Regions from separate parts of the Mus musculus genome. Here all the other regions are linked to region 4. A link is a contact called in public HiChIP or PLAC-seq and promoter capture Hi-C data. All regions are on one chromosome and are shown on one strand. Each heading gives the region's core, a stretch centred on a gene start, on an enhancer-like site or on the middle of the called end of the contact. The rest is flanking DNA. Distances are from core to core; before and after follow the strand shown. Region 1 holds the start of Syt6 (synaptotagmin VI). Region 2 has its middle 14 kb from the start of Gm38412. Region 3 has its middle 59 kb from the start of Magi3. Region 4 holds the start of Phtf1os (putative homeodomain transcription factor 1, opposite strand). Region 5 overlaps Lrig2 (leucine-rich repeats and immunoglobulin-like domains 2).

Evidence for each region. Promoter capture Hi-C pulls out the DNA fragments that hold promoters and counts their contacts. HiChIP or PLAC-seq counts read pairs in DNA pulled down with a chosen protein or histone mark.
Region 1: a promoter capture Hi-C map of neural stem cells shows a contact between it and region 4. The contact joins the promoter of Syt6 here to the promoter of Phtf1os in region 4. A contact is called at or near these places in 1 of 39 promoter capture datasets (neural stem cells), 1 of 484 Hi-C or Micro-C datasets (embryonic stem cells) and 2 of 115 datasets of contacts at active chromatin or transcription factors (embryonic stem cells and memory CD8 T cells).
Region 2: a promoter capture Hi-C map of hippocampal neurons shows a contact between it and region 4, with 2.2 times the contacts expected there. The contact joins the enhancer-like site here to the promoter of Phtf1os in region 4. A contact is called at or near these places in 9 of 39 promoter capture datasets (the 3T3-L1 cell line, 3T3-L1-derived adipocytes, cranial neural crest and 5 more), 5 of 115 datasets of contacts at active chromatin or transcription factors (astrocytes, bone marrow-derived macrophages, embryonic midbrain and 1 more) and 1 of 9 other capture datasets (adipose tissue).
Region 3: a promoter capture Hi-C map of liver shows a contact between it and region 4, with 2.1 times the contacts expected there. The contact joins the enhancer-like site here to the promoter of Phtf1os in region 4. A contact is called at or near these places in 2 of 39 promoter capture datasets (the 3T3-L1 cell line and liver), 1 of 15 datasets of contacts at CTCF or cohesin (the NIH/3T3 cell line), 2 of 115 datasets of contacts at active chromatin or transcription factors (cardiomyocytes and pancreatic cancer cells) and 1 of 9 other capture datasets (liver).
Region 5: an H3K4me3 HiChIP or PLAC-seq map of the SCID.adh cell line shows a contact between it and region 4, with 10 read pairs. The contact joins the enhancer-like site here to the promoter of Phtf1os in region 4. A contact is called at or near these places in 21 of 39 promoter capture datasets (the 3T3-L1 cell line, 3T3-L1-derived adipocytes, the C10 cell line and 14 more), 3 of 484 Hi-C or Micro-C datasets (bone marrow-derived macrophages, cortical neurons and nephron progenitors), 23 of 115 datasets of contacts at active chromatin or transcription factors (the 230-238 cell line, the SCID.adh cell line, VIP interneurons and 16 more) and 3 of 9 other capture datasets (adipose tissue, embryonic stem cells and liver).

Annotation. Positions count from the first base shown.
Region 1 is chr3:103,573,706-103,577,140 of GRCm38.p6, forward strand. Syt6 (synaptotagmin VI) reads left to right here and starts at 1,540. Exons shown (of 8, transcript NM_018800.5): 1 at 1,540-1,835. The coding sequence starts at 1,673.
Region 2 is chr3:104,393,735-104,397,440 of GRCm38.p6, forward strand. No RefSeq gene overlaps it. Among named protein-coding and RNA genes, the nearest start is that of Gm38412, 14 kb to the right of the region's middle. Within about 2 kb of position 2,222, at least 8 of the 459 cell types and tissues checked have an H3K27ac peak or open chromatin away from gene starts, as enhancers often do. A contact at or near this core is called in hippocampal neurons, where this site is marked.
Region 3 is chr3:104,277,864-104,281,748 of GRCm38.p6, forward strand. No RefSeq gene overlaps it. Among named protein-coding and RNA genes, the nearest start is that of Magi3, 59 kb to the left of the region's middle. Within about 2 kb of position 1,783, at least 15 of the 459 cell types and tissues checked have an H3K27ac peak or open chromatin away from gene starts, as enhancers often do. A contact at or near this core is called in liver, where this site is marked.
Region 4 is chr3:103,966,458-103,970,161 of GRCm38.p6, forward strand. Phtf1os (putative homeodomain transcription factor 1, opposite strand) reads right to left here and starts at 1,859. Exons shown (of 1, transcript NR_030676.1): 1 at 1-1,859. It overlaps Phtf1 (putative homeodomain transcription factor 1), which reads left to right and starts at 1,801. Exons shown (of 19, transcript NM_013629.2): 1 at 1,801-2,330; 2 at 2,598-2,673; 3 at 3,297-3,353. The coding sequence starts at 2,629. It overlaps Rsbn1 (rosbin, round spermatid basic protein 1), which reads left to right. Exons shown (of 8, transcript NM_001356556.1): 8 at 1-179.
Region 5 is chr3:104,464,654-104,468,289 of GRCm38.p6, forward strand. Lrig2 (leucine-rich repeats and immunoglobulin-like domains 2) reads right to left here. Exons shown (of 18, transcript NM_001025067.2): 13 at 2,390-2,710; 14 at 834-1,115. Among named protein-coding and RNA genes, the nearest start is that of Lrig2, 45 kb to the right of the region's middle. Within about 2 kb of position 1,653, at least 11 of the 459 cell types and tissues checked have an H3K27ac peak or open chromatin away from gene starts, as enhancers often do. A contact at or near this core is called in the SCID.adh cell line and memory CD8 T cells, where this site is marked.

The DNA of each region.
Region 1 (3,435 bases), core at 290-2,789, 390 kb before region 4:
GATGGAGGGGAGGATATCGGGCGTCTGGGTTCCTCAGGTGGGTGGAAGGCAAGTGGAGAGGCAGAAGCTTACCTGTTGTTGGAACAGCAATCCAGCACCACTGCCTGGAAGGTGGTCTGGATTGAACCATGGATCAAGCCGTCCTCAGTCCCTTCCGCTCAAGTTCCCACACTTCTCTATGGCAGGCTCTAGGGACCCGGGTGGAAGCTGCGAACCCGCTATAATAGCCCCTCCCCACTCTTCCCTAACACAGCGCGCACAAGCTGATTATACCAACCGAATCTTCAGCACCGCGGACAGGGACACTGCGCCTGTTAGGAGAACCTCCAGGCTGAGAGAAGAGGTCTCTTAGGTTGAGGCCTTTCTCTTGCTACCCTGGGCACTGTCTGTCTCGTGTTTGCAACTATAAGGGCCAGTTGATGCGGCTGGTACAGATGGTGCATGGTGGTGATCGTCTGGAGCTACCGCTCCAAATCTCCTCTCTCTGGAACCTGAGTCGCAGCCCAAGCCACCTCCAATTAACGTGTATTCGGAGGAAGGACCCTCCTCCCTGACCACTCTCACTTGCACACACCAGCCCCGTAGCTGCAGGTGCAGGGGCTCCAGCTAAAGTTTCTTTCCCAGATCCTACTTCGGAAAGGCAACACAATGATGATAGGTGAAGGGTGGGAGTCTACTGTGATAGGGCCTTAAGGGAGTCGCTCTCCTGTCTGTTAGCAATGGCTCCTAGATTTCCAGGCCTGGGTGAAAGCATCCCGAAACTAACAGCCACCCTGCTTCTGAGTCTCACTTCACAGTTCCTGAGGGGAGCTCCTTTTACAGTCTAGCCTCCTATTTAGATTTCCGTCTTTTTGGTCCTTGTTATATATGCTTCATACAAAAATATATTATTTATGGTGGGTTTGGTCTGATGCGTGGAGGTGGGTCTGGTGGGAACCGAACCCCTTTCTGAAATGCTCCCCACTCCTATTCAGAAACTTTCTCCTCCTGTTGCCATGGAGAGAGACGGCCGCTGCCTCCAGTCGCCATAGCAACGTGCGGGTGCCTCGGACCGCAAGATTGCGGGGCTCTGAAAGTCTTCTTTACAGTTCCCCTCGCTCTGCCGTCTTGGGGTCTTATATCTCCGAAGCCCAGACCCGGAAAGTCTGGCTAACTTCTCCTGTTAACTCTCTTTGCAGGGTCCTCCCGCCATACAGTCAGACCACTCCTTTTTATGTTGTGTTATTGCGATGCCCACTTGTTTGGCATGTGGCAGTTTCCCCAACGTTTTCACAAGCACTACCTATATATTCCCAGGGAGCTCATAGAGCACCAGTAATTATTACACCTCGTTTACGAAATGGAAAACTGAGTCCCAGAAAGGCCCAAGGTCATATCCGCAGTGAGGACTCAGTTGGCCTTGATCCTGCATGATGTGGGACAGCGGGGTTGGAACCTGCCCGGACTCAGGCAAGTCCCTGAGTGTGGAGGGGGCGGCCGTGAGGCGCCAGACTTGCCAGCTGCCGCGGGATGCCACGTGAGGGGCGGGGACCCTGCGGGGAAGTGATTAAAAGCAGAGCGGAGCCTCAGGGGGCCGCTGCGGGGAGGGTCTTCTTGGGGCCTTCTTACCCCGCCCCAGTCCGGCCGCGGCTGGAGTTCGAGCCACTACTCCGCTGGCCTGAGTGTCCGGGGCATGAGCGGGGTTTGGGGGGCCGGAGGGCCTCGGTGCCAGGCGGCGCTCGCGGTCCTGGCTTCTCTGTGCCGGGCCCGGCCGCCCCCTCTCGGGCTGGACGTTGAGACTTGTCGGAGCTTCGAGCTGCAGTCCCCGGAGCAGAGTCCAAGCGCGGCAGACTCAGGTACTGGGAGACCCAGGTCCCTCTCCACTCCTGGATTTCTCTTCTCAGTGGCCTCCCCTGCCCAAGGTACCAGCCCAAGGGCCCCAGAACCTCAGAAGTCTAGCTCGGAGTCCCAGTCTGGGTCAGTTCCCTGGCTCACCGCCCGCAGGGAGAGATTCGAAGAGGACCTGAGAGGAGAGAACCCTTCTCCTTCCAGGTCACTAATTATGAGAGCCCGGAGATGCGGCATCCTTGGGGCCTCAGTTTCCCTTGTGTCTTGGGCTCATCCCAGGAGCGATTGGCCAGGGTGAGGGGAATGGAGACGTCCTGGGCACGGAGGAAAGCTGTGTTTCAGGGGGTGGGGGGCTGTCCAGGGTTCAGGATCTAGGATCCAGGGCTCATTAGTGACTGGGTAAAGGCTGGCGGTGCCACTGGGCTTGGGAAAAACTTGCGCCTGCAGCTGGCACGCGGTCTTTGTGTCCAGGTTTCTCAGCAGCGAGTGGCTGTCTGCGTCTCGCCGGGGGGGAGGGGGGACGGGGGGCGGGGTGGGGAGAGTGTCGTGGCGTACCCCCACCCCCACCCGGCACCCCTATAACTCGCTTCCTCGGTCTCTCTCTGACTCACTCGGACTCCGGGCGGGTGTTCAACTGAGCCGGTGCCTCTCACCGACTTTGCCAGGCGGGAACCTCCTGCCCCGGCCCCGCGGACCCTGCGCCGGACGCAACCCCGGCAGCCGCCAAGTCTAGGCGGCAGCCCGAGCCGAGTCCAGCTCCTGAGCCCGGGTGAGTCCTGAGCCCGAGCCCCTCGGGGACCCGGTCCTGCGTGCAGCCGCGACGTCTCGCGGGAGTCGCGACAAGAGGGGTGGCGTGTCGCGCCCTGGCGGCGGGAGCCGCGGGAGTGTCCGCGGCGTGACAGCCGACCGGCCCGGGTATGTACCTGCTGCACCAGTCTTTGCCGCCAAGCTCTCCTGCTGCAGCGGGATCCTTTGTCCCGCAATTAGGAGGGTACAGGACAGAGGAAGTATGGGTCGTGTCCCCTCGGAGGGAAGGGCCCGGGGGCAGCCTGCGGCCCGGAGCGAATGCGGCGTGGGGGTGGGGAGATCCTGCAGAGACCCAAGCGCTGGAGTTCCTTGGGGCTCTGCAGACTCACCGTACCTTGTCCGCGACTGAGACCCCGATCAAGACCCTGACCAAGACCCTAGTGGCTCCGGGCCTAGGCTTAAGTGGGAGTCGCTTCGTGGTTCCATATGGCTAGTGAGGGAAAGACAGGAGGGGGCTGCTAAAGGCAGAAATGTGGTCCTCACGCATCTCTCCAGGGACAGGTAATCAGGGACCAGGGGAGAGGTACCCAGGAGCAGGTGCAGGTCGGGCGAGCTCCCAGTGGCCTCAGATTCCAGAGCGCCTTTTCCATTTGAGGTTAAAGGTCAAAGATAGAGGAAGATTCCAGGTTAGGGATAGATCCTGTGAGAGGGAAGGTAGAGAGGTCAGGGGAGGCTGTGTGTATGCTCAGGGAGGGAGGCTGTATCCAGCCTTCTGTGAGTGGAGCCCACCTCACTTCTGTATGAGTCATTAGGGATCTCTCTCTCTCTCTCTCTCTCTCTCTCTCTCTCTCTCTTTCTCTC
Region 2 (3,706 bases), core at 972-3,471, 430 kb after region 4:
TCACTAAAATACTATCTATAGTCAGTTAATGACAGCTTTTGCTATTTCAGCTGTAATCTAATAGCATAAATCATATTACTATTCCTGCTCCCAAAGCATTGCATCCAGACCCCTGAAAACCCATCCTGAACCTTGCATAAACCTGAATTCCCTCTGTCCATGTGGTTCACCCTGCTCAGCACGCTGCATACCTAAAACCACCTTCCCCTAGACAGTACCTATTCCCAGCAAGGTCTGTGATTCTCTCAGACCAGGACCTGACTGTTAATCTTTTTGTTTAAAAAAAAAAAGATTTATTTATTTTATGTATATGAGTACACTGTAGCTGTCTTCAGACACACCAGAAGAGGGCATTGGATCCCATTACAGATGGTTGTGAGCTACCATGTGGTTGCTGGGAATTGAACCCAGGATCAGCAGTCAGTGCTCTTAACTGCTGAACCATCTCTCCAGCCCCCTGACTGTTAATCTTGATGGTCAGACTCTGGTAGGAGCCTGGAAGACAAGAATACTGAGAGAACACAGACAATGGAGGATTGGTTTATGGGGTTTCAGAACTCTGTCAAAACCTGGGCCAGAGGCCATTTGAGTGCTATTTTTTGTTTGTTTGGTTTTTGTTTGTTTTCCCGTGGAACCTGGCTGCATCTGTCCATGTCCTGAGAGTCTGAATGGGGTTGGATTTAAAGGTAGTGGATTAATTCATTTGGAGGAGGAAATTTCAAAACAGGATGGCACACAGGCTGTGCTGTACAATGGCTCTTACCCAGGCCTACAGTGAGAGAGTGCAAAAAGAGGGCCAGGACGGTGTGTGAGCAGCCTTACAGCTCCAGAGGAGGAGAGTGAATATGACACAGTAGCTCCAATTGTTAGTGATTAGTGTCACTAAAGAAAAACCTGGTCTCTGTAGTGGGGACAATAAACTGACCTGAGGGACAAGATCCCATCTACCAAAGTGAAAATGCAAATTCAAGTAAAAGGACCTAAAATGGGACCGGGGTTCCCTGCTCAAAAATACCTGCGTGTGAATGCCTTGCCTGGGTTAACACACACAGAGCCATGCAGCTGTGTGCAAAACCAGCCCAGCTCCGTCCCAAGCTAGCTTCAGAACTAGGCAGCATTGTCCAAATGGTACTGGTGTTATAGACGTGAAAAGGGGAAAGCCTGAAGAGGTCATGGAGTCGACTACCATGATTCCTGAAGTTGATGCTAGCTAGGCAAGGAGGTCCCAAGAGGCTACCACATGAAGCTGCGCAAGTAAAGCTAGGTTGCACTGGAGTCTCCAGGATGGTTATTACATTAGCTATGCTGGTCAATAGAATAACAATCATATTAGCAAATGATAAGCGATGTTGGAGATGCCCAGACCACAGAGCATATGCCGAGGAAAGCTGCAGACATGAGGTAGAGTTGGCACAAGAGAGCAATTGTGTTTGCTGCAGGTAGCAGAGCCAGAGGAGTGAACCATGCAAGCCCTTTGGAGCCTGAACAATTCTATCAGTGTTCCCAGATGTCAGACATCCAGCTACATGGTTGCTATTTGCCCTTCTAGGTTTCCATCTACAGTCTGATTCGTTCTTGCTAGTCGCCTATTCATCCCTTTTGTAATGGAGATATTTATTCTGCACCATTGTAAACTGGAAGAATACAGTGTGTTTTTTATTTCATAAGAGCTCACAGTTAAGAGATTTCCCAAGTTCAAGATGAGGCTATAATTTTGGACTTATAAACAGTGTTGGATTTGTTAAGATCATGGGGACTTTTGAAGTTCAACTGGATGCATCTCATTTTATATGGTGGCCTTGAGCCTCTGGGGAGAAAGGTGGGAGCTTATGGCTGAAACATGATATGCTGGGATAGGAGAGATTGCTCAGTGGTTAAGAGCAATGACTGCTCTTCCAGAAGTCCTAGTTCAATTTCCAGCAACCACATGGTGGCTCACAACCATCTGTAATGGGATCTGATGCCCTCTTCTGGTGTGTCTGGAGAGAGAGCTACAGGGTAGTCACATACATAAAATAAATGAATAATTTTTTTAAAGTGATATGCTTAGGGGTCCAATTGACAGAGGTTAGGACAGTTAGTCTTCATTATCAACTTGATGGGGTTTAGAATCAAGGTGGAAAAAAAATCTCCAGGCATATCTGTGAGGGCTTATTACATAGACTAGGATGAGTGAGCTCATGGGCTGGGCTCCCAGACTAAATGAAAAGAACAAAGTAAGTTGAGCACAGACATCATCTCTCCCTGCTTCTGGCTGTGAATATAGTGTTCTCTACCCTGTATAATTCTTCTGTTAGATGATGCATGTCAATCATTCCAAGTACCAGCCCACATTAAAATGTTCATCAAACAATAAGCATTCTTAGTCTCAGCAGGAAGGAGCAAATGGGTCGGCCCAGGGGTCACAGGACGAGGTCCCTTCGCTGAAGCTCCTTTTCAGCATGTCAGAACTGGGGCAGAGGAGGACCCTTCCTCACTGTGTGACACACACTGCACTAGGGCTACAGCCAGTGTGCTGAACCCCTGCAATGAAGACTGCTTCATATTCACATCACTGAAGCGCTAGAGGCTAACACAGCCTGGAGAAAGGCTCCCAGCTCCTGACCTGGATAAGCAGGTGACTGGTAGACACTGGAACAGGATATCTTCATCAATAATAAAGGCATTTCACACAGAGCACAAGCCTATTTGATTTTATTTTATTTATTTTCAATCTGCTCTTAAGAGAGGACAGGAATCAACCTTTAAGAAGATATTTGACAGAAACACAAACAAAAACATTAAGGGAGGCATAATAATCAGGCGATGGTCCAAAGCCCCACGCTGCGGCACAGCAGGAAAGAAACACAAGCTGCCAGGCTTGCAGAGCACGGGAGAACCACGCCAAATATCTCATGCAAGTGGAAGCCAGGGATGGCGCGGATCAAATATTCAGGGGTGGCTCTGTCATTACCTCTGAAAATTAAGTTAGAAAAGCTTCATTAAGACCTTGGAGTCAGAGCAGACTCTCATCTTGCAAACCTAAACAAAAGCAAGCATCCGAAGGGAAGCCTGTCTGCTCAGCAGATCTCAGATCCCCAGTCTCAAACCGAGGCTAGAGTGAGCCGTTGTCCCTGGAGGGGAAGGGGGGGTGCTCCAGCAGGTCCCCTTAGATCTATGCAATATTGGGGGAAAGGAGCCAGTGCATTCCTGAGACTGGAATGGTACACAGATGAAATGGACTGTGCACCACAACAGCACAATGTGGAAATGGAGCTGGGTTGATAATGACCTGAGTGGAGAAACTCAGACTGACAGTTACAAAAAAATGACATAGCCCTGAAGCCAAAGTGTGTCCTTCTTGTCCTACTACAACCCTTCTGTCTGTCTGTCTGCTCTCTCTCTCATAGCAACAAACGCTTGAGAGAATCAACTTTTATTCTCTAAGGGTTTTTTATTTTTATTTGTTGCCCCTGAATGTATATCTGTGTGCCACAACTGTGCCTGGTACCTAGGAGGCCAGAAGGCACTAAAGCCCTGGAACTGAAGTTACCAACCGTTGTAAAGTGTCATGTGAGTGCTGGGGACTAAAGCTCGGGTCCCTGAAAGAGCAGCAAGTGCTCTTACCCTCTGAATGATCTATCCCAGGTTAGTTAATTAACTTAGTTTAAAACAAACAAACAAACAAACAAACAAACGGCCCGGCTGGCCCGGTGAGATGGCTCAG
Region 3 (3,885 bases), core at 533-3,032, 310 kb after region 4:
GTGCTCAGACATTACGCTAAAAAGCATATTAAAAATAAGCTAATGTATGTGTGTGTATTTCATCTGTGAAAGCAGGGCAGTTGAAACTACTCGCTATAACTTGCCAGCTGAACTGGGAAGGTAGGGAGTGCTTGCCCAGCATGTAAGACTCCAGGTTCTCGCCACAACACTGCAAAACAACAACCGTTTTTATTTTTACAATTTTGTAATCAAGTCCTGGCATGCTGGGTTGAGTTTTGCTTCCTGGGTTGTCACTTGGTATAGCAGACTGGATTCTTACAATTCTGAGTTGCATGAGGCTAGCATCCTGAGATGTTTACTCCAAATATGGATGGATTTCTTGGGTCCCTGCTGCAGGCTCTGGGGTAGAATCCAGTCTCTGAATACAGCTTGCCCACATCTGCTTGCATAGTCAGATTCTTACAAGTTCTCCCTAATGACAGGGCTTTGCCCGCAATCACCACACTCCAGCTTTTCTTTCTGCCTGCTTCAGGTAAAGATCATCAGTCACATTAAACATCACAGATCATGTACAACATACATAGTTTCACTAAAGGGCCCTTAATGGACAATTGACTCTGAGGGTGTGTGTGTGTCTGTCTGTGTGTGTGTGTGTGTGTGAAGAGCAGGAGACAAGAGTAAGCCAGGCTTTCAACGTGTTTTTGTTTCTATGAATACACCAGGTACCTTCACGTTTTTCTTGCCTGTCCAAACCGCAGTCTCGTCTCAGCTTCCATGAGATGACTCCTCAAGAAGAAAAGAGGTCACGGGGATGGCTATCTCCAGACTATAATGTTTTCAGCCACCAACTCTTAATGAATACCTAGGCATCCTTTCTACCTTGATTCGTCTTGACAGAAAAGGAACTATGGATGGCAGTTGTTGTAATGGCTTTTGACAAGTTTTAAAGTCCCAACTGAATTAGTAATGCTATCCCTTTCAGGTTAGAAAATATCCATCATTTATATTATATTAATTTGATCAGTAACATGGATTAAAAGTTCAAAGCCTACATCATGAAGTCAAGTTAGTAAACATCAGTGTCATTAGTGAGAGCTAGTGACTAACACCTTAAAATTGTAAAAACACATGATGAACTCTTTCAGTCTTGTGAGCTATTTATCTCCCTCCCTCCCTCCCTCCCTCCCTCCCTCCCTCCCTCCCTCCCTTCTTTCCTTCCTTCTTTTCTTCCTTCCTTCCTTCCTTCCTTCTTTCCTTCCTTCTTTTTCTTTCTTTCTTGCCTTCCTGCTAAGACAGCAGTTCTGTCTCTACCTTAATCTCAAGCTGCCAGGAAGAGTTTCCACAACCTTCCTCATCATTATATCCTTCAAGATCACAGGCATAGTGGTGCATGCCTTTGATCTCAGCACTTGGGAGGCAGAGACAGATGGATCTCTGTTGGTTTGAGGCCACTCTGGTCTACACAGGGAGTTCCAGAACATCCAGGGCCACATAGAGAGACTGTGTCTCAAAAGCAAAATGAAACAAAACAAAACAAAACAAACAAAATACAATGACAGCAAAAAGAAAACCTCAGCACTTTGGTAGCATAAGAAGCAAAATTAACTATGTTTGGCTATGTAACGTATTATATAACATGCCAAATTTGATCATTATTTGTATTACATGTATTCTCTCTCTCTCTCTCTCTCTCTCTCTGTGTGTGTGTGTGTGTGTGTGTGTGTGTGTGTGTGTGTACATACTATTGCACAAGTGAAGAGGTCAGAAGACAACAACTTGCTAGGTTCAGTTCTCTTTACCACTTTGGTCCCAGGGATCAAACTCAGGTCAGCTGGTCTGGCATCAAAGCCATGCCTGCTGAGCCATCTCTCCTAAGCAATCTCTCCCGCCCGCCCGCCCGTTTGATCATTTTTTTTGAGATGTCGAAATCACCACTGAGAAAGAAGTTAAGCAACTAGCTCAAGATAACATCAGAAAGTGCTGGCCAATGACTTTATGGCCCCAGGGGCCTACCTTCTCGCTTAGCCATTAGGCTTATTTTTTTTTTTTCCTCTGAATGTAGAAAGGGCACAGGTTTCACTATTTAACTAGCTTAGGCTGGAACTATCACTTATAAGATATGTGGTCTTGGGCCAGCAGACCTCTATGGGCATCAGTTTCCTTCATTGGTAAGAATGTGAATGTTTTGGGGACTGTGATAATAATAAAATATTAACATAGTTGTAAAACAAGAAAAAAAGCCACCCTCTTAGACTTAGCCTGAGCCATAGTCACTTGAGAGAGCTCCCTTTACCAGCTTTGTTTTACAGAAGGAGAAACTGCAGCATGCCTAAATCTAGACACTGAACACTAAGTAAGCAGATCTGGGATTCAATCAAGGCAGATCTGGCTTTTATCTGGAAGATAAGGCAATTTACAGTAAGTGCCCAGCATGGAACCTGAAACAAAGTGAGAATTCAATAAATGGTATTGACGTAGGCAGAACATCGTTTAGGCTGGTTCTTCCTATCTTCTATCAGCTAGATTCCCTCTCTTCCCACCAACTCATCAGTGACCCCCAGTTTCATCTCTGTGTGTACGGACACATATGTGTGTGGTATAGGGTTGTGTAGCACTTTCCTTCTAGATTAAAACATTCCATTTTTAAGTGAGGCTCATTAAGACACAGGATGTTAAAGGGGAAGCAAAACAACAGAATATTTTAAGACACAGAATGTTAAAAGGGAGATGCAACAACAGGATGCCCTAAGCAGGGAGCTCATTAAGATACAGGATATTTACAGGCAGATAATAGGATGTTATAAAGGAAGGTAAAATGTTCTATCCTGCAGGAAAGCTTGTTAAACACAGGAAGTAAAAAACATAATGGCTTCAGAAAGTCCCTGAAACTGACCAGAATCATTATGCCCATCCCTTCCCAAGCACATACAAGCAATAAGGACTGCTGAAAAACACTCTTGGGCCAGCCAAGGTGCCTGGAAAGAACATACATGAGATAGACTGCACAAAAGCAGCAGAGGTCACCTGGAAGAGGCTCAGACCACCTGAAAGGACACTCTCCAATCTGAGCTGCCTGCATGTCATGCAGTGTGCTCCAGGTCCCCAGTATCTGTGTGACCTGTCACCCATGCTGAGGTGAACTTTGCTGATGCAACCATCTTTTGAATTATTTCTTCTTCTGTAGATAAGCCCTCATCCATATTCCTGTAGATGACCGTAACAAGTCTCATGAGCTGATCAAGCTGGACTTTGGTGATATCCCCTCTGTTGTCAGTTCCCTATTTGGGGTTTGGAGACACTTATTAAGTCTCCCTAGTAAGTGTGAGTATGTGTTGGGGTGGTGGTGGTGGTGGTGGTGGTGGTAGTGGTGGTAGTACTAGAGATTGACCCCAAGTCCCACACATTCTAAAGAAGCCTTCTCTACCGCTGAGCTGTAGTCCTAGATCTATCAGTGTAGTTTTCATAGCTCAGAGAACCTGAGTACCAGTCCTGGCTTCTCCTATGAGCTAGGTGAGGGTAAGGGAATCTTGAATCTTCCCACTCCTACCTGAGAAATGGGCATGGTATGTTTCCTTCATGATTGACAGGCTCTCCTGAGGGTTAAAGTTGTCATGATTTATGCAAATACCTTGAAAGCATATCAAGCTTATTTGCTCTGGGAAAGTGATTTTGAAACCACATCTAAGTGTATATCCTGAGAGGAGAGAATTATTTTCAAGGAGAGAAGATTTATCTCCCCTCATGGTTTCCAAGGTTTCAGCTCTTTGCTCCATTGCTATGGGCTTGTTAGCATCGCAGCAAAAGTGTGCAGTGTGGCAAAGCTTCTTACCTCTTTAGAGCCAGGAAGCTGAGACAGGAAGAGAGCAGAGGCAAAGCTCTATCTGCCCAGGGCATTCCCTCATCTCCCAATAATGCTATCATAGT
Region 4 (3,704 bases), core at 609-3,108:
TTTGTGTGAATAATAATTCTTTTAACACAGTGCTTTTTTGTAGCTGTCTGAGTGTGTTAAATTGTTAAGCTATTTCTTTGTAAAGTAGGACAATGGAATGCATAGGTTTCTTTTTTTTCCTGTAAAGTATTTTTTTAATAAACAAAGTCTGATTTGTCCTTTACTGATGTTTCAAAATGAATAGCACATGGGAGTTGTCATTGCTGGCACCCTGTTTGTCGAGTACTAGTCTTCTCCACACACACATGCATCCATCTACTCACCTTCTTTTTGCCATTTTAGTTTTAAGCTTTAGAAGAAAATCATGGACTTTTCTTTGCCAAAGAAAAAGTCAGAGATACCCAGACTGAGGTACAACTAGTTTTGAAGAAAAATGAAGCTTTTATTTGTGATAGTTGTCCTTATTGCTGCTTAAAATTGGTTACCTGCATTTAGAGCAGCCGTAGGCTTGTGACGATGCATGGCATAATAATGAAGATGCTTACTTTTCAGATGTGGATGGAGTATGGGAGACAAGAGAATCCCTTTCCTCATTAAGTTTTGTGTGAACTCTGTAGTTGAAGTGCCTGTCCTGACAGCATTTAGGTCTTAGAAGGGTCTCAGTATTTCATCAGTTCTCATAGATAGGAGGGGGTTAATTATCTCCACAACACTGGTGAGAAAACAGACTTGTTAAGTCAATTTCCTAAAATGACAGTTCATTACTGGGAGCTGGGGCCTGAATGTTTTTTGGGGGGTTCAAAGCTTGGCCTTACACAGCAGCATCCTAATAAAACACTGAAAATTTTTACCAGGGTTCCTGAAAAATAATTTGCAGCTGTACCACCAATTCTATTCCTCAAAGTACAGCCACAGCCCAGAAAACCTCTCGTGTGTTTGGCAATGAAGCCAAATGCTTTTGTTATTAGTGTTAAATTTAGGTCTTAACAGTAATTTTTTGAGGTCATTTACCAAAATGAGTTGGTTGTTGCCTTGAGCTCCACTGTCCAGCAGCACTGAAGGGGCTGTTAAGGCTCAACAGCTTTTTATTTAACCCTGAACAGTTAAGGGGTATACAGTGGGGATCACTGCCAATGGGTGAGGCAATTTTTAAAAATAATTCCTATGGGTGTTAACATTTTAGTCGTTTCACAGTATGGATAACTTTCATTTGATGCTGTTTTAATGGCTGGAGACTGCCTAAGTGGTAACTATTACCCATTTTTAGCCTTACATCAACTAAATGCTTAGTGCCTAGGGCAAGAAAGGACTTAGCTTTTAATAAGTTCAAGACAGTGGCCCCTGGAAACAAACCACTAAGGTGCACACAAATGTGTAGAGACAAGAACAGCTTAGAAACCCTGTGGGTATACATATTTATATTTACATTAGAGTGCAGTTGCCCTTTCTCTGGACCTCTCTTTAAATCACTATAAACAGCCATTTTCTCCGATTTGGGGGAAGTCCCAGTGCAGTCCGAGCCCTGTGCATCCCCTTAGTGTTGTGTGGGCAGCAGAAAGCCTTTGTCCCAGAGCTGCCGAGAGCCGAAGGAGGAACCACTGGGCCACAGGCAGCCTGTCCGCGTTCCAGGCCGCGCAAATTCACCAACATTTGTCCATCCAACAAGAACGGAGAACTCGAGCGAAGGCTCGTGCCCTGCACTAGTCTCGTCCCCCCAAAGGAGACAAGGACATGAAGTAAACACCACGCTAAATGCTACAGACCCGCACAGGAACCTCTGGAACATCGGGACCAGCCTCCCGGGGACCGACGGGTACTGGGAGGGTCGTTTCTGAGGTGACTTTCCGTTAAGCGTCGAGGGTTACACGCGAGGCGGCTGTCGGCTTCTTCCTCCGGGCAGCCAGAGCGGCGGGAAGGCGGCCGGGGGCGGAGCCGGAAGGCGGAAGCGGCCGATCGCATCGAGAGCTTGTGGAGCTGCGGCCCGTCCCTCACGGAGGACGCGCGCCGTTGCTCCGGCCCGGGGCCGTCTGCTGGCTTCCAGCCGGGCACCCAGCCCTTGCGGGTGCCGAGGTGGCTGGCGAAGGCACCCTTCCCGCTTCCTTCTGCTCATTCCCCAGTTGGCTCCTGGCTTCTCCCATGGCCTGTTCTGTGGCCGCCTAGGTCGGGCGTCTGTGGCTGCAGGCTGCGCTCCTCCCGGCGCAGGACGCTGGGCTGCCTCCGGGGCAGGGCTGGCCGCCGCGGTCTCCATGGTAACGGCCAGGCGGACGGCCGGGCCTCTGGGGGAAGATGCGGCCTGCCGGGCCCGCCGCCTCGCCCCCGGCCTCTCGGTCCGGCGGGGGTCACTGAGCAGCGGGGGCCCGGCCGGCAGCCTGCCTGGCAGCGGGCACCAGGTGAGCCGGCCGCGGGGAGGCAGAGGGCGCGGGAGGCCAGCTCGGGTACTTGCTGTCCCCGCATCCATTCTTGTGCTGGGTGGTGCAGAGGCTTCTCGGATGCTGTTTCGCCTATTTCCCCCTCCCCCCACCTCTTTCTGGCGAACACCCTGAGTAAGAGCAGCTAGCTAATGGAGAGACTGAGAGAAGCAGATTTTAAGCCATACCCCCAAACGGGACAATGACCTGAAACAACTGGACTTACCGAGATATTTCCTTCGTTTTCAGTGAGATCCCATTTCTCTGGCTGGAGACACAGATGGCCTCAAATGAGAGAGATGCTATATCATGGTATCAGAAGAAGGTAACAACAGTAGTTTTTGTTTGTAAACCATACTCCCTGCAAAAAACTCCCTTAAAGAATATTGTTAACTTTCCTTAAGTTTGGTAATATCACATGTTCTTATATAACATCTCAACATAATTATAAAAAATGATGTGCAAAGTCATTATAAACACAGTTTTAGGTTCTAGGAAGTGAGCTGTAAGTCACCTTTCTCAAGGCAGCATACACGAACTACTACAATGCTTTGCTTTTGCAAATTATCAGTCTTTTAATTTTTTTTTTTTTTTATAAAGACAAGAATGAAATCCTTATCTGCATGGCTCAGATTGTTACTATCGTCTGATTGAGCTGCTCCTTACCTTTTCTTCCTCTCTGATTCCCATTGATGCTTTCTTCAGGGAGTGGAATTTTAGGTGATCTTTAGTGTAAAATATTTGGAGGGTTGCTTTTTTCACTTTTTAGATTCAGCCTTTTTTTTTTTTTCTTTCTTTTTTTTTAAAACATCCCTGGGGAATATGAACTTAATATGTAAGAAACCCACTTTCCAGATACCATATTTAATAGATTCATGGCCTTGTGAGGTTTGACTTAGATACAAAGATTGCCTTTGCATCATTTAAATAGCCTGCTCCTTGTTTCAGATTGGAGCATATGATCAGCAGATATGGGAAAAGTCAATCGAACAGACTCAGATTAAGGTAAATTGATTTCTTTGATTCTAGCTTTGTTACTGCTTTAAAGAGAAGAGAGGATCACACTTGCATTTATCCACCAAGTATGCATTCTTTTACCCTCCGAGTCTTACAAGGAAGCCGGCAGCGCATGGGTAATGATAGAGGACAGTCGATATGTGGCCTCAGCAGCAAATGTCCCAGGGAAATTGAAGAGTGGCTTCTTATTTCTGGTCAGCTTTTTACCATATGACAGTTCAGATCCAGTTTGCTAGTCTTTTATTGGAGAGAGGCTGAAAATAAACACATTTAACAAAAGAAATATCCACATTTATAAGGGGGTAGTAATCTTCTTCCTCTCTTCTTCTTTTTCTTCTT
Region 5 (3,636 bases), core at 403-2,902, 500 kb after region 4:
GCAGGTTCTCAACTATATACTCCAAGCTGATCAAGAACTCTTGACCCTTCTGCCTCAGCATCCAAGTTAAGAAACTTATTTTAAAGGTTTTTGACAGCCAGGTCAGAGTGGCTCACCTGTAAGACATGGGTTCTCCAGGCCAACCTGGATCATAGAGAGACTCTATCTTTAAAAAAGAAGAGAGAGAGAGGAGGAGGAAGAAGAAGAGGAGGAAGAGGAAGAGGAGGAAGAGGAAGAAGAGGAAGATGAAGAATAAGAAAAGTTGGAAGAAAAGGAGGAAGAGAAGATGGCCCTATAAAACTCTGATGTCTAAGAAAACAGAGACCTGGACAGCATAATTTGCCTTGGGTTGAGTTACATAAAGAACCATGTTTTAACTAAGAATAACAAGGCACACAGTTATAATCCCAGCACTTAGAAAACACATATGAATTAAAATGTTACAGGGGAAACTTAAAAGAATAAGGGATCCGGAGCTTGTTATAAAGATCTATGCCCTGGGAATGTTCTAAGATGTATGTCACTTAACCCACTAACACCTTCAGCTGACATACCCTGACTAAAGTACAAAAATAAGAACAACAACATAAGCCTGATGGTGGTGGCACAAGACTTAATCCCAGTACTTGGGAGGCAGATGTAGGCGGGTCTTTGAGTTCAGGGCCAGCCTGATCTACAGAGTGAGTTCTAGGACAGCTGAGGCTACGCAGAGAAACCCTGACTTGGAAGGAAAAAAAATAACCAAAACCTCCAAATTGTTTTTCTTGCCTTTCTAAGCCATGCATAGGTCTCAGAGGCTCCAGTAAACAGCAGTCCTAACAAAGAAAGCATACCTAACACTGTGAGTGAGGCGTTTGCTGAGAGGCCTCCTGCTATATTCTGTGCCATGCAGCTATAGATTCCCATATCTTCTATCTTCACATTGGCAATGAAGAAGACATCATCCTCAGGCATGACATGCATGCGTCTTTCTCGGGCTGCAGGAAAATCAGTGCCACCATCCTTCTGCCAGGAAATCTGAGGTGTAGGGTGCCCCTCTGCAGCACATTCTAATCTTGCCATGGCACCAGTGCGAATAGTTAGATCCATTGGAGTTTTCAAAAAAGACGGCATCTCTGTTCCAAAAACAGTACAGAGAAAGTAGGCAAAAGGAAAACACACATGGACACAAATCTAGCAGGCAGAATTCTGATGTAAAATGCACTATTTCTTTGAGAAACCATATTCTCTGAACTGACAACACAGCGTTGGCAACAGTCTTTCCTACCAGCCCATCAGTATGTGCAGAAAAGTAATACTTCTAGAATACAAGCCATACCCATTCACCATGCTGATGGAAAGAAGGAAATCAGAAAACCAAAAGCTTTTTTGAATGACAGTTTAGAATTCGGTGCTTATTATTCCTCTTTCACTTAGGACAATCAAGTGATGCTTCCCAATCTAACAAGAGCAGATGTTAATAGAACCCGTTTTTGTTTTGTTTCTTTAATTATGTTTTTTTTAAACCTGATTTAGGAAACATCAGAGTGGGTTGTACAGCTGAAGCGTTGTCTCAGTGGTTAAGAGCAGGTGTTGCTCTTGCGGGACTCAGGTCCAACTCCCAGCACCCACAGGGCAGCTTACAACTGTCTGATACTTCAGTCCTGGGAGATCCAATGCCCTCTGTAGGCCTTTGTGGGTACCAGGCATGCATGTGGTGCAAACATAAATGAAGGTAAACCACTAATACCCACAAAACAATAAGATAAAATCTTAAAAAAAGAAAACAGAGCTAGAAATGTTAAAAAAAAAAAAAGAAACACAGGCACAGGGCACACGTACATTGCTCTGCTGTAGCACAGGAGTTACTCAATCTCACAGTAACAGACAGACCAAGCTGCTTTAGAAAAGGTTTTACAACTACCAGGAGAGCTTTATTTTCAAAATGATTTTGGCTATATCCAGAGAGCTACAGACACGACTAGACCCAGAGATGTCCTAAACACCCTCAAGTGTAAACAGTATGAGAGAAAGGAAATCATACTTTTCTGAGAATTGTGGTTTTGGAAAGAAACTGAGACCACAAAAGACTGTCTTTTAACAAACAGAAAAGGAAGTCAAGTATCTCCTAGGGCAAAGGAGAATGCAGGCCAGTGGGCACAAGTGCACCCCTTCCATGTGCCACAGTCACGAGAAAGTAACACTAAGGGCTCCCTCCAAACCTGGGGTATGATCCAATTTTCTTGTCAATTTACATCTAAAATGATTTATAATTGAGACATAATTTAGATGTAAAAAATACTTCAAAGTACTTTTTCCCAACAGCATAGCCAGACAGGCATGGTGATTATTCTAGAAATACATTAAAAAAAAAAAAGCATTTTAAAAGTCCAGTAGCACAATTCCTTACCATTTACAGTCAATTTGGCTTTCTGAGAATAATTAGAACCAAAGTGATTAGTAACAATGCACTGGTATTTCCCTTCATCTGTGAAGTTCACACTGAAGAGGCGCAAGACACTAGTATATTCTAGAGCTTCTCCATCCTGCTGCCGATAACGAACAAAATTCTCAATATCCACATCATACAGGATCTCACTGTCCTTGCGCCATATGGTGGACATGGGTGAATCGCTGCTGCTCACTGCAGTGCACGTCAGTGTCACATTAACACCTCTTAATGCAATTGTGCTTTCAGGGTGTGTCCTTATCTGAGGCTTCAGAAAATCATCTAAAGGGAATAAATGCAACAGTGGCCAAGTCAGTTACATATTTTACCTCAAACCTGATTTTACAACAAAGACTGTAACACTGTAAACTTCTCTCTCTCTCTCTCTCTCTCTCTCTCTCTCTCCCTCCCTCCCTCCCTCCCTCTCTCTCTTTCTTTAAGATTTACTTATTTACTTAATGTATATGAGTACACTGTAGCAGTATACACCAGAAGAGGGCATCAGATCCCATTACAGATGGTTGTGAACCACCATGTGGTTGCTGGGAATTGAACTCAGGAAGAGCAGTCAGTGCTCTTACCCGCTGAGCCATCTCTCCAGCCATGTATGTTTCAGCCCCAGGAGCTATGTTAAGATTGAAGGAGATTCTAGAGCTGGAGTCTAATCTCTTGCTTAAAGCTGAGGAAGATGAACTCCAGAAGTCAAATAGCTTGCTCAAAGGCATCAGGCAGTGACAGAAGGTGTGCTAGAACTCAGGTTCTGGACCTCAGCACCTAGTGCTCTTCCACCATCCCTCAGGACTCTTCCATGTTTACTATGCATTACCAGTGGGTGATGGAGAGAAACCTTCTATAAGAATTTCAAGGTAAGTTCTAATGCTATCATGTCATATATATTTATGTCCTATAATGCTACATATATAAAATGTTTACAACTATTATCCTTTCTATATAATACAGAAAATGAGAATATAAACTTATTTTTTTTTCATGGAGAATACTAATAAATACATGACTTGAAAGTACTTTGTACATAGCTTCAACACTAAAATAGTGAAGAATACAAGCAGGATACATAAACACAAGTGAAAACTGGTTTAAGACTGCCTAGTGCACGATGAATTCATAAATAAAAACGCTATGGATTGAGAGAGGCTGCTACAGAAATTCTAAACCAGTATCTTCATTTAGTAACATTACTTTGTGCC